2 separate regions of the Ovis aries genome follow, and region 1 is linked to region 2. Evidence: chromatin contacts called from public Hi-C data. All regions are on one chromosome and are shown on one strand. Each heading gives the region's core, a stretch centred on a gene start, on an enhancer-like site or on the middle of the called end of the contact. The rest is flanking DNA. Distances are from core to core; before and after follow the strand shown. Region 1 overlaps CRYL1 (crystallin lambda 1). Region 2 overlaps XPO4 (exportin 4).

The links. A called contact is a pair of places that touch in the nucleus more often than the background predicts.
Region 1: a Hi-C map of liver shows a contact between it and region 2, with 4 times the contacts expected there. The contact joins two enhancer-like sites. A contact is called at or near these places in 4 of 16 Hi-C or Micro-C datasets (liver, muscle, omental adipose tissue and 1 more).

Annotation. Positions count from the first base shown.
Region 1 is chr10:36,177,063-36,181,085 of ARS-UI_Ramb_v3.0, forward strand. All of the region lies in intron 2 of CRYL1 (crystallin lambda 1), which reads left to right. Among named protein-coding and RNA genes, the nearest start is that of CRYL1, 11 kb to the left of the region's middle. Within about 2 kb of position 1,434, at least 3 of the 54 cell types and tissues checked have an H3K27ac peak or open chromatin away from gene starts, as enhancers often do. A contact at or near this core is called in liver, where this site is marked.
Region 2 is chr10:35,986,582-35,991,180 of ARS-UI_Ramb_v3.0, forward strand. XPO4 (exportin 4) reads left to right here. Exons shown (of 23, transcript XM_060394483.1): 7 at 3,730-3,843. Among named protein-coding and RNA genes, the nearest start is that of XPO4, 47 kb to the left of the region's middle. Within about 2 kb of position 2,605, at least 20 of the 54 cell types and tissues checked have an H3K27ac peak or open chromatin away from gene starts, as enhancers often do. A contact at or near this core is called in liver, where this site is marked.

The DNA of each region.
Region 1 (4,023 bases), core at 184-2,683, 190 kb after region 2:
TTGAATTGACTGGTGTTTGGGGAGAATGGATATATGTATATGTGTGGCTGAGTCCCATTGCTGTCCACCTCATCTTTTTCTAACAGAATGGGAAAACGAGTCTCTTAAAACCTCAAGTATTCAAACTCGTAACAGGGAACTTGACCTTGGAAAAGCCTATTAGCAGATACTTCGCTGCTTGGCTTTTGTTCTCCAGCAAATGCTCAATGCTTGGCCTGTTAGGGCTCAAGAATTTGAGAGGGTGGTTGTATTTCAAGAAGGAAAACACAGGTCGAGTAAACAAAGTTGAAATGTGGACTCGGATTGGGAGTGTTTTGTTTCTTATGACTTGTGTTCAGTTTCATTTCCATGTGGTGACATGCCGGGCTCGCCTCTCGGGACCAGGACCCCAGCCTGGGCCGTGGTGACATCTGAGTGACAGCCCCACGTGGGGGCAGAGGGCCAGCTGCCCGTCTGCCTGGAGCCCTGGCTGAAATTGCCATCTTTGGGTGAACTCTGCTCGTGTGTCAACTGCCATCTCTCTCATGTGGCGATGGTCATTCTGAACTTGAGTCACTGAAAATGGATCTGCTTTTCCACGTGGACATGGATTTAGTAGACCAGCAGAAGCGGTCTCTGAAAACTGGGTGGCTGCCCTGGGCTCTGGTGCCTCGGTAGCTGAACTTCCTATCCCGACAGCTGGGTCTCTGAGTCGGTTAACTTGCCACCCAGATCTGTGCATTTGCTTCAACATCTTGAACCTGGATTTGATCTGGATTCCTCTGGATTGGTCTGGTTTGAAGCTGCCTTGTAGTTGTCCACGTAGCTTTGGTTGGAATAATTGAGGTTAATAGATCACAGAATGGCCTCCCATGGCTCCCATCCAAGTCTTGCTACAGTCACTGAAAAATGTATGCAATCTGGGTGTAACCATAAGAAACATGCACAAGACATTCATGGAGAAATTTTTTTTAATTTTATTAATTAATTTTTATTTTTGGCTGTGCTGGGTCTCCATTGCAGCACAGGCTTTTCCCTAGTTGTGGTGCGTGGGGGCTGCTCTCCAGTTGCGGTGTGCAGGCTTCTCTTGTTTCGGGCACTCTAGGTGCACAGGCTCAGTAGTGGTGGGTCCCGGGCTCAAGAGCACAGGCTCAGTAGTTGTGGCACACAGGCTTAGTCATCCCATAGCATGTAAGATCTTCCTGCACCAGGGATCCAAGCCAAGTCTCCTTCATTGGCAGACAGATTCTTTATCACTGAGCCACCAGGGAAGCCATCACCGAGAGATTTTTTTCAGCTGTATGAAGGCCAGTAAAGAAGAAATAAGTTAGCCGGCAGGAGCCTGTCTGCAGGGATGTAACCAGGAGGGTGCAGGGCATTGGGTGACCGGACCTCCCTGGGCTGAGAAGTTCCCAAGTGACCTGAGTGCTGTCGCCAGAAGCTGACTCCAAGGGGCCGTGGGTTCTGTGGGTCATTGAACCTGACGTATCTGTGTATTCACAGGTCATGCTGTCCCTTGGCTGTCACTAGGACAGTCCAAATGATTGCTTCACGTCACTTATTGACTCTTCTTCCCAAACAGGAATGGTTTCCCCTTTTCTGATTTGTGAAAGTTGTTATTGTTGTTCAGTTGCTAAGTCAGGTCTGACTCTTTTCGATCCCATGGACTACAGCATGCCAGGCTACCCTGTCCTTCACCATCTCCTAGAATTTGCTCAAACTCATGCCCATTGAGTAGGTGATGCCATCCAACTATCTTATCCTATGTTGCCCCCTTCTCCTCCTGCCTTCAATCTTTCCCAGCATCAGGGTCTTTTCCAATGAATCAGTTCTTCGTATCAGGTGGCCAAAGTATTGGAGCTTCAGCTTCAGCCTCAGTCCTTCCAGTGAATATTCAGGGTAGATTTCCTTTAGGATTGACTGGTTGGATCTTTCTGCATCAGTTCTTCAGTGCTCAGCCTTCTTTATGGTCCGACTCTCACATATCCTAATTGTACACTTAAAACTGGGGAGAAGCCAGAGTACTTTGACTGTCTCTGGCTGGTAGGGTGAGGAGTGACTGCTCTTGGGTTCGGGGAGTCACACCGACGTCCCCTTCCTGTGGGCTCCAGGCGTGTGGACACATGTGTTCCCTGGGCAGGAGAGCTGTGAAGGCTCACGTAGGATTAAGTAGGGTGTGGACACAGGAATATGAGTTCTGGTCGCTTCTCCCTGTGAGGTTTCCCTCGGGCAGTGGGTCTGGGCACGCAGATCCCCAGGTCTCCTGTGGCACAGACAGAGGGATGGTCTGCCTGCAGCATACTGGCCTTTATCTGCCTCTGGGGAGGTTTTCAGGTCGAGGTGTCCAAGGTGCTGGGCTGGTCACCCTCATGAGTAAGTGGTGTGTTGGGGGGTCCATCGGCAGACTGGGGACTGGGCCCTGTGCTGTCAAGCAGAAGTCTCAGTTCAGTTCATTCAGTGTGTCCAGCTCTGCGACCCCATGGACTGCAGCACGCCAGGCCTCCCAGTCCATCACCATCTCCTGAAGCTTGCTCAAACTCATGTCCATTGAGTTGCTGATGCCATCCAACCATCTCATCCTCTGTTGTCCCCTTCTCCTGCCTTCAATCTTTCCCAGCATCAGGGTCTTTTCCAGTGAGCCAGTTCTTCTCATCAGGTAGGACTAAAGTATTAGAGCTTCAGCTTACTGACCAAACTGATCACATGGACCACAGCTTTGTCTAACTGGATGAAACTACGAGCCATGCCGTGTAGGGCCACCCAAGATAGATGGGTCATAATGGAGAGTTCTGACAAAATGTGGTCCTCTGGAGAAGGGAATGGCAAACCACTTCAGTATTCTTGCCTTGAGAACCCCATGAACTCAGTATGAAAAAGCAGGTCTGGAGCTCCTGTTTTTAATAAAAGGCTTGGTATTCTGCCTCTCCCCCCGCCCCCCACACACTTCAAAGACATTAAAAATAATAAAAATGAGATGAATGAATGAAAAAAGAGTGTCCACACAGTGTTCCACTGCAGGAGCCAACAGGCCCCTTGACAGGGTCCTGGGCTGGGACCCCCCTCCCCTTCCCTGGCTGGCCTCTTGTCTCCTGGCTGGCCTCTGCCCTGGGCCTTTGTGGGTTAGGATTTTCAGTGGCAGAGGCCAGGTCATGTCACATTCGTGAGCTTGGTCCTCCTGGTTCTGACCTCCCAACTCTTTCCCGGCATCAGCAGCTATCTCTGCACCTCAGACCTCAGGGAAGAGGTGGGGAGCGGAGAATCCTGCCAGAAACCCTCCTGGGGACTCCATGACAGGATGACAGTGAGGTGCCAGGAATACCCTGAAATAGCTAAAAGCCTATGCTGTTGTAGTTTAAAATTTTTTATTAGGGAAAAACATGCATAAAGACAACTGTCACTACAGAGTGTATAACCCAATCCCTTAGTCTCCAGTCTGCTGTCCTGATCTGACCTGGGAACACAGTCTTCTGTTTGGGAAATATTTGTGTTGTTGTTGTTCTTGTTTTGAGAAGTTCTTATCTTCTTAAATGAGTAAATGCTGCTTTTGAATAAAATCTCAAAAAAATATATATTTTTTAAAAAATCACCATATGTACCCTATACTGATCATTGTTAACATTTCTCTTTCTCCTAATTCAAAACATAATTTTGCTCGTTAGGAGGGAAGTGTCTTTTGAGTCCTGGGCGGTGCTCCACTGCCCTCTAGAGGTGAAACTGGTTCACTGCAGTCACCTGACCAGGTAGTAGCGAATGAAGCTGAGAAGCTGGCTGAGCATCTCACCTTTCCCAGGTGTTTATGTTCATTCCCTGCAAAGCTTGAGGCAGAAGTCCTAAAATACTCAGCGTAAAATACTGGAACTAGTGTTTTGTGGTTTTTTTGGCTAATATACTATAACTCTTCCAAATCATTTCAGTTCAGTTCAGTTCAGTCGCTCCGTTGTGTCCGACTCTTTGTGACCCCATGAATTGCAGCACGCCAGGCCTTCCTGTCCATCACCAACTCCTGGAGTTCACTTAAACTCATGTCCATCAAGTCAGTGATCC
Region 2 (4,599 bases), core at 1,355-3,854:
ACAGCTGTTAAAGTAGCGCCGTAAACTGAGACTTTTGCAGCTTTTAATAGGAACCTGTTGTTTTGCTAAAACTGTTAGAGACTCTTGCTTCGTGTAATAGTTTTTTGGGAAAGCTTACTTTTGTCTGTCAGGAAAAGAAAAGTGTAATTCCCATTTGTGTATCATAGACTAGGTTTGAAGAGAATCACAAGTTATTAAACAAGAACTTGAAAAAGGTAAAGATTTTGGAATCATGGAAAGAAGGGGTGTGATGGTCACAGAAGAGGAAAAACAAAGAAAGGTACAAAACCTGAAAAGGAGAAATACTACTTCATTTAAATTTTAAATCATTTAAAATTATTTTCTTAAGAGGAAAAGTGCTAGATTTCTGAACTTCAGTGATGGTCTTCTTTTGTTTTTAAACTATTCTACATTAAGAATTATCTGAGAGAAGTGTATTTCGGGGTCACTTATACATAGATACAGACATAAGTAACTGGTAATACCAAATCAAAAGTTGAATTACCTTAATTCTCTACATTATTTTGAGTCTGCAGTTACTTACAGTCCAGATCTGTGGGTGACTGGTTGTGTTCACCAGTCACATGCTGTGATACGCTTTTAACTGGCTTTTTAGTTGAACCGTGGTGTTAGCACACGTTGTTAATAGTAATATTTCAGGCAGCACAGGAGTCCCTATCCTCTCCTTTCATAGGCAGCAACTCCAGCCATTTCACAGGACAGTGTGCTAAGAACATGTGTTTCTTGTTAGAACAATGTGTTTAAAAATTTGTTTCATTTTGTTGTTTTTATGTTTTAAGTTCATATTAAAATGTGTCTGAGGATAATTATGTTATTTTAGTAGAGATGTTATTTATAACTGAGTCATACAATTGTGTCCTATTGTACAAACTGGAGCACATGTTCACTCTTACTGGTGTTAGGTGGTGGTGCTCAGCTGAGCAGTAGAGAGAAGGTGGGTTAGTATGCAGGGTCTAGAGTGACTCCTCGGGGAACAGTCAGCGTGCCTCTTGGCCAGACATGTTACCAGTGAGCTTTCTCAGCAGAAGGCAGGCGTCATGCCAGAGATAAAGAGCCTTTCCATGTTTGGAGTTAGCAAACAAAACTCACCTGGAACTTTAAAATACTTGTTGGGGAAACGTATTTTCTGATGGTGCCAGATATTAAAGTCTGAGGTCTTCTTGTGCTGTGGACAGCATGTAAGGAATGATGATTCTAAAACCAGCCTGGTTGTCAACATTTTCCCATAGAGACTGGGCACAGAAATCAGTGTGTTTAAAACCAGCCAAGATCAAGAGCAGCTAACACTGGAAGTAAAAGATTTGAGGATTATTTTGCACCTGATGTTTAGGTGAGCCATTGCATGTAATTCTATTTCATATCTGGAAAAAAGCCCTCTCTCAAACTTTTACCTATTTCCTCTTAATATGAGTAACTGCTGTCTGCAAGTATTTATGGAGGATATGCTCTTTGTAATTGAAAGACAGGAAAGAGACAAGTGCCTTGGTCTAGGTCTTGTTTCCTTTTGTAATACCTATTTTTGATGTTATCGCCTCTCACTTACCAAAGGACCTGGATGAAGCCCTTGCTGTTTTATAACTGGCAGGCTGAAGTGAGCTTTTCCATGTGTCCAGGGCCAGCAGAGTCCATAAACGCCCTCTTTGTGTCCGCCCCTAGCACCCCGGCTCTGTGCTGGGCCTTCCAGGGGCCTCCATTACTCCTCACCTGAGAGCCGCGTGCGTTCGCGCTGCCTGGACGGCTGCATGAATAAAACCCAGGGCAAGTGGCCTGACCATTCTGTCAAGGCTCAGTGTCTGTCGCACAACTCCCCTGCTGTGAAGTAGAATCTTGACATCTTAGTGAGCATATAGCATATTAAGTTCTGTTATTTTCCTCATTGAAAGTATGTAGTGATTATACACAGATATTTTGTGTATTAGATTTGGATATCCAACAGCTAACAGTTTATTACCATTTTAATGTCAGATTGTGACTCCTTAAAAAAATAAAACGAAATTGTTGTAATGTTTTTGTGCATCTTTGCTCAACATAGTACTCAGTGTAAGTATTTAATATTTTTCATTATTGAACATTTATATACCCCCAAATTGCCTTTAGTTAGTAAAATGGGACATTGCAAGTTAAGGAAATTAACTTGGAAAAGTGTAAGTGAAGTATTTTTAGTAAAGTACAAAAACTTCATTGCCTCATGCAGGTGCTTTATTTCATGTGTTCGAGCCTCCTTGTTTTATGCCCCAACCTTTTATTGTGGAAAATTCCAAAGATGCACAGAAATAGAACACGCAGCTTCAACAGCTGTAAGCTTTATTTCATGTGTGCTCTTCCAGCCCCAGATTATTGTGAGGCACGTCCTAGACATCAGATAAGTCCACCACAGACACGTCAGTGTGTTTCTGTAAAGGGCGATCAAGCCCCGTTTGTAGACAGCTCATGGGGAGGCCTAGTGCTCAGTCATGTGTTCCCTTCTGGTGGAGCTGTACCCCAAATGGGAGCCTTGTGAGAGGATGAGGTCGTGGAGGAGGTGGTGTCTTCCCCACCATGTACAGAGTCCCTGCTGCTCCCAACTCCACAAGGGGGCAGACAGAGGAAGGGGAAAGTGAGCTGAATGGAACCTGGTTTGAGTTTCACTTTCGTTCAGCAGTCACGTAAAGGCAGACCATTTCTGGGGTGACTTTTCAGAAGCAAGTAATGGCTTCTGAAGGAGTTCTCAGTGCCCCTCCTTGCTCTTAAGACACAGAGTGAGATTAGATATTTATTAAGCAAAAATCTAAAACATTTCCAGAGCATTGCCTGTAATGTTCTCTTAATGATTTGGGCTTTGATGGAAATATAGCATTTGAACTTTTTTGCCACCTGTAGTTTTGGATAACCTGTTGAAGTTTCTCACTGGGTGATGAGCACGTGGCCTAACTGACATATGTTTGTGGGCGCTTAGCTTGTGCAGACGGGGTGCAGCGCTGTCTCTGTGTCCACACAGCCTTCTCCTTTCTCAAATCCTCAGTGGCTTTGTCCGTGTCTCCAAGTGAGTTCTGTTCACAGACACCTGCAGGTGTGTCATGGTGACTCTTGTGTGGCGAGGACAGGATTCTGTGTGCAGCAGCTAACCGTAAACGCCTGAACACTATAAACATTGGTTTTTAGTCTGAGATAGAGTGTGTGTAAACAGAAAAACTTCTTTGTCTGAAGTTGAATGCGCTGATGTGTGGGACTTGTTCTCCTTCTGCACCATGTGTATTTGCTCTTCCTGTTCTCTTTTTTTGTTTCCCAGAAAATGTATTTGGGGAAAATGCTGTTTTTCCAAGCAGACTGTATGAGACTTGCATTTTGTATAAGTGATTTTAGCTGCTGTAAGATCCTGGAGGGAAGTGATGGGATAAAAATGCAGAAGTTGATTTTTCTTTTTTTTTTTTTTGCCTGTGTTTTGGCATCTGTTTTGCATTGGTTTCCTTCTGTTGCCACCACTCAGATCGCCTATCCCTGCAGCGTGACATATAATTATAATGGAACTGTTATCTGCATTCCTGTAGCATTCTTTTTTTCCCAGCACTTAATGCCTTTTATTCCTTAGCTTCAGGCAGGAATTGTGTAGCATATGTGAAGAGGCTTAAACTGTTTCCATTACATTCTTTCTGGATGGCTCCGTTATATTTAGGCTTACATTTTCGACAAAGTCGGAATGTTATTGTGGTTGACCTTGACCCCAGATAACTGGGCAGACATTATATAGCCATGTTTGAGTCCTCACAGAACGTGCTCCTGAAGCCAACGGAGTCCTGGCGGGAGGCCCTCCTGGACAGCAGGGTCATGGAGCTGTTCTTTACCGTAAGTCCTGCCCCCACCCCCGCCCACAGGGAGGCCACAGAAGGGTGCCTCGGGAAGGCCAGCTTCTATATTTCTCTTAAGTGAAACAGGACAAATTGCTTTTGTCCTCCAAAGCCTTCTCTTCTAATCAGTATACTGCTTAAACAAAGATTATAAAGAAATGTTTTTGCTGGTTTATAAGAATGTCATGTAATTAGGATGGGTTTAATGTCATAGGGCTCAAGGTGTTGGCCTTGGGACCTCTTTACACTCTTAAAAATTATCGAGAACCCCAAACAGCTTTGGTTTATGTGGGTTATAGCTAATAGTGTTTATATTTTCCATATTAAAAATTCAAACTGAGAACTTTAAAATATAAATTATTAATTCACCTAAAAATAGCAATATCAGACCACTACATAGTAACATAAATAACATTTCAGTGAGCAAACAGCTACATTTTTAAAAACAAATTAAACCTTTAGTGAGAAGAGTGGCATAGTTGACATTTTTGCAGATGGCACTGGTATCTGGCCTCCTAGCCCAGGCTTCACCTCTGCTCCTTGTCTGGTTGGTTGCAGCTTTGCCATCATATTACTGACACGTAGAACGTGTGTGTGTTGGAGGCAGGGGTTGGGCAGTGGGGGTGGAGAACGCGGGCACTGCCCTCGGTGTGCTGAGAGGAGTGTTTACCGTATGACCTGCCAGAATCAAGGAAGTCCTCGGGACCCTGGGCCACATGAGAAGAGCTCTCTGGAGCAGTGCACTTTGTTGCCA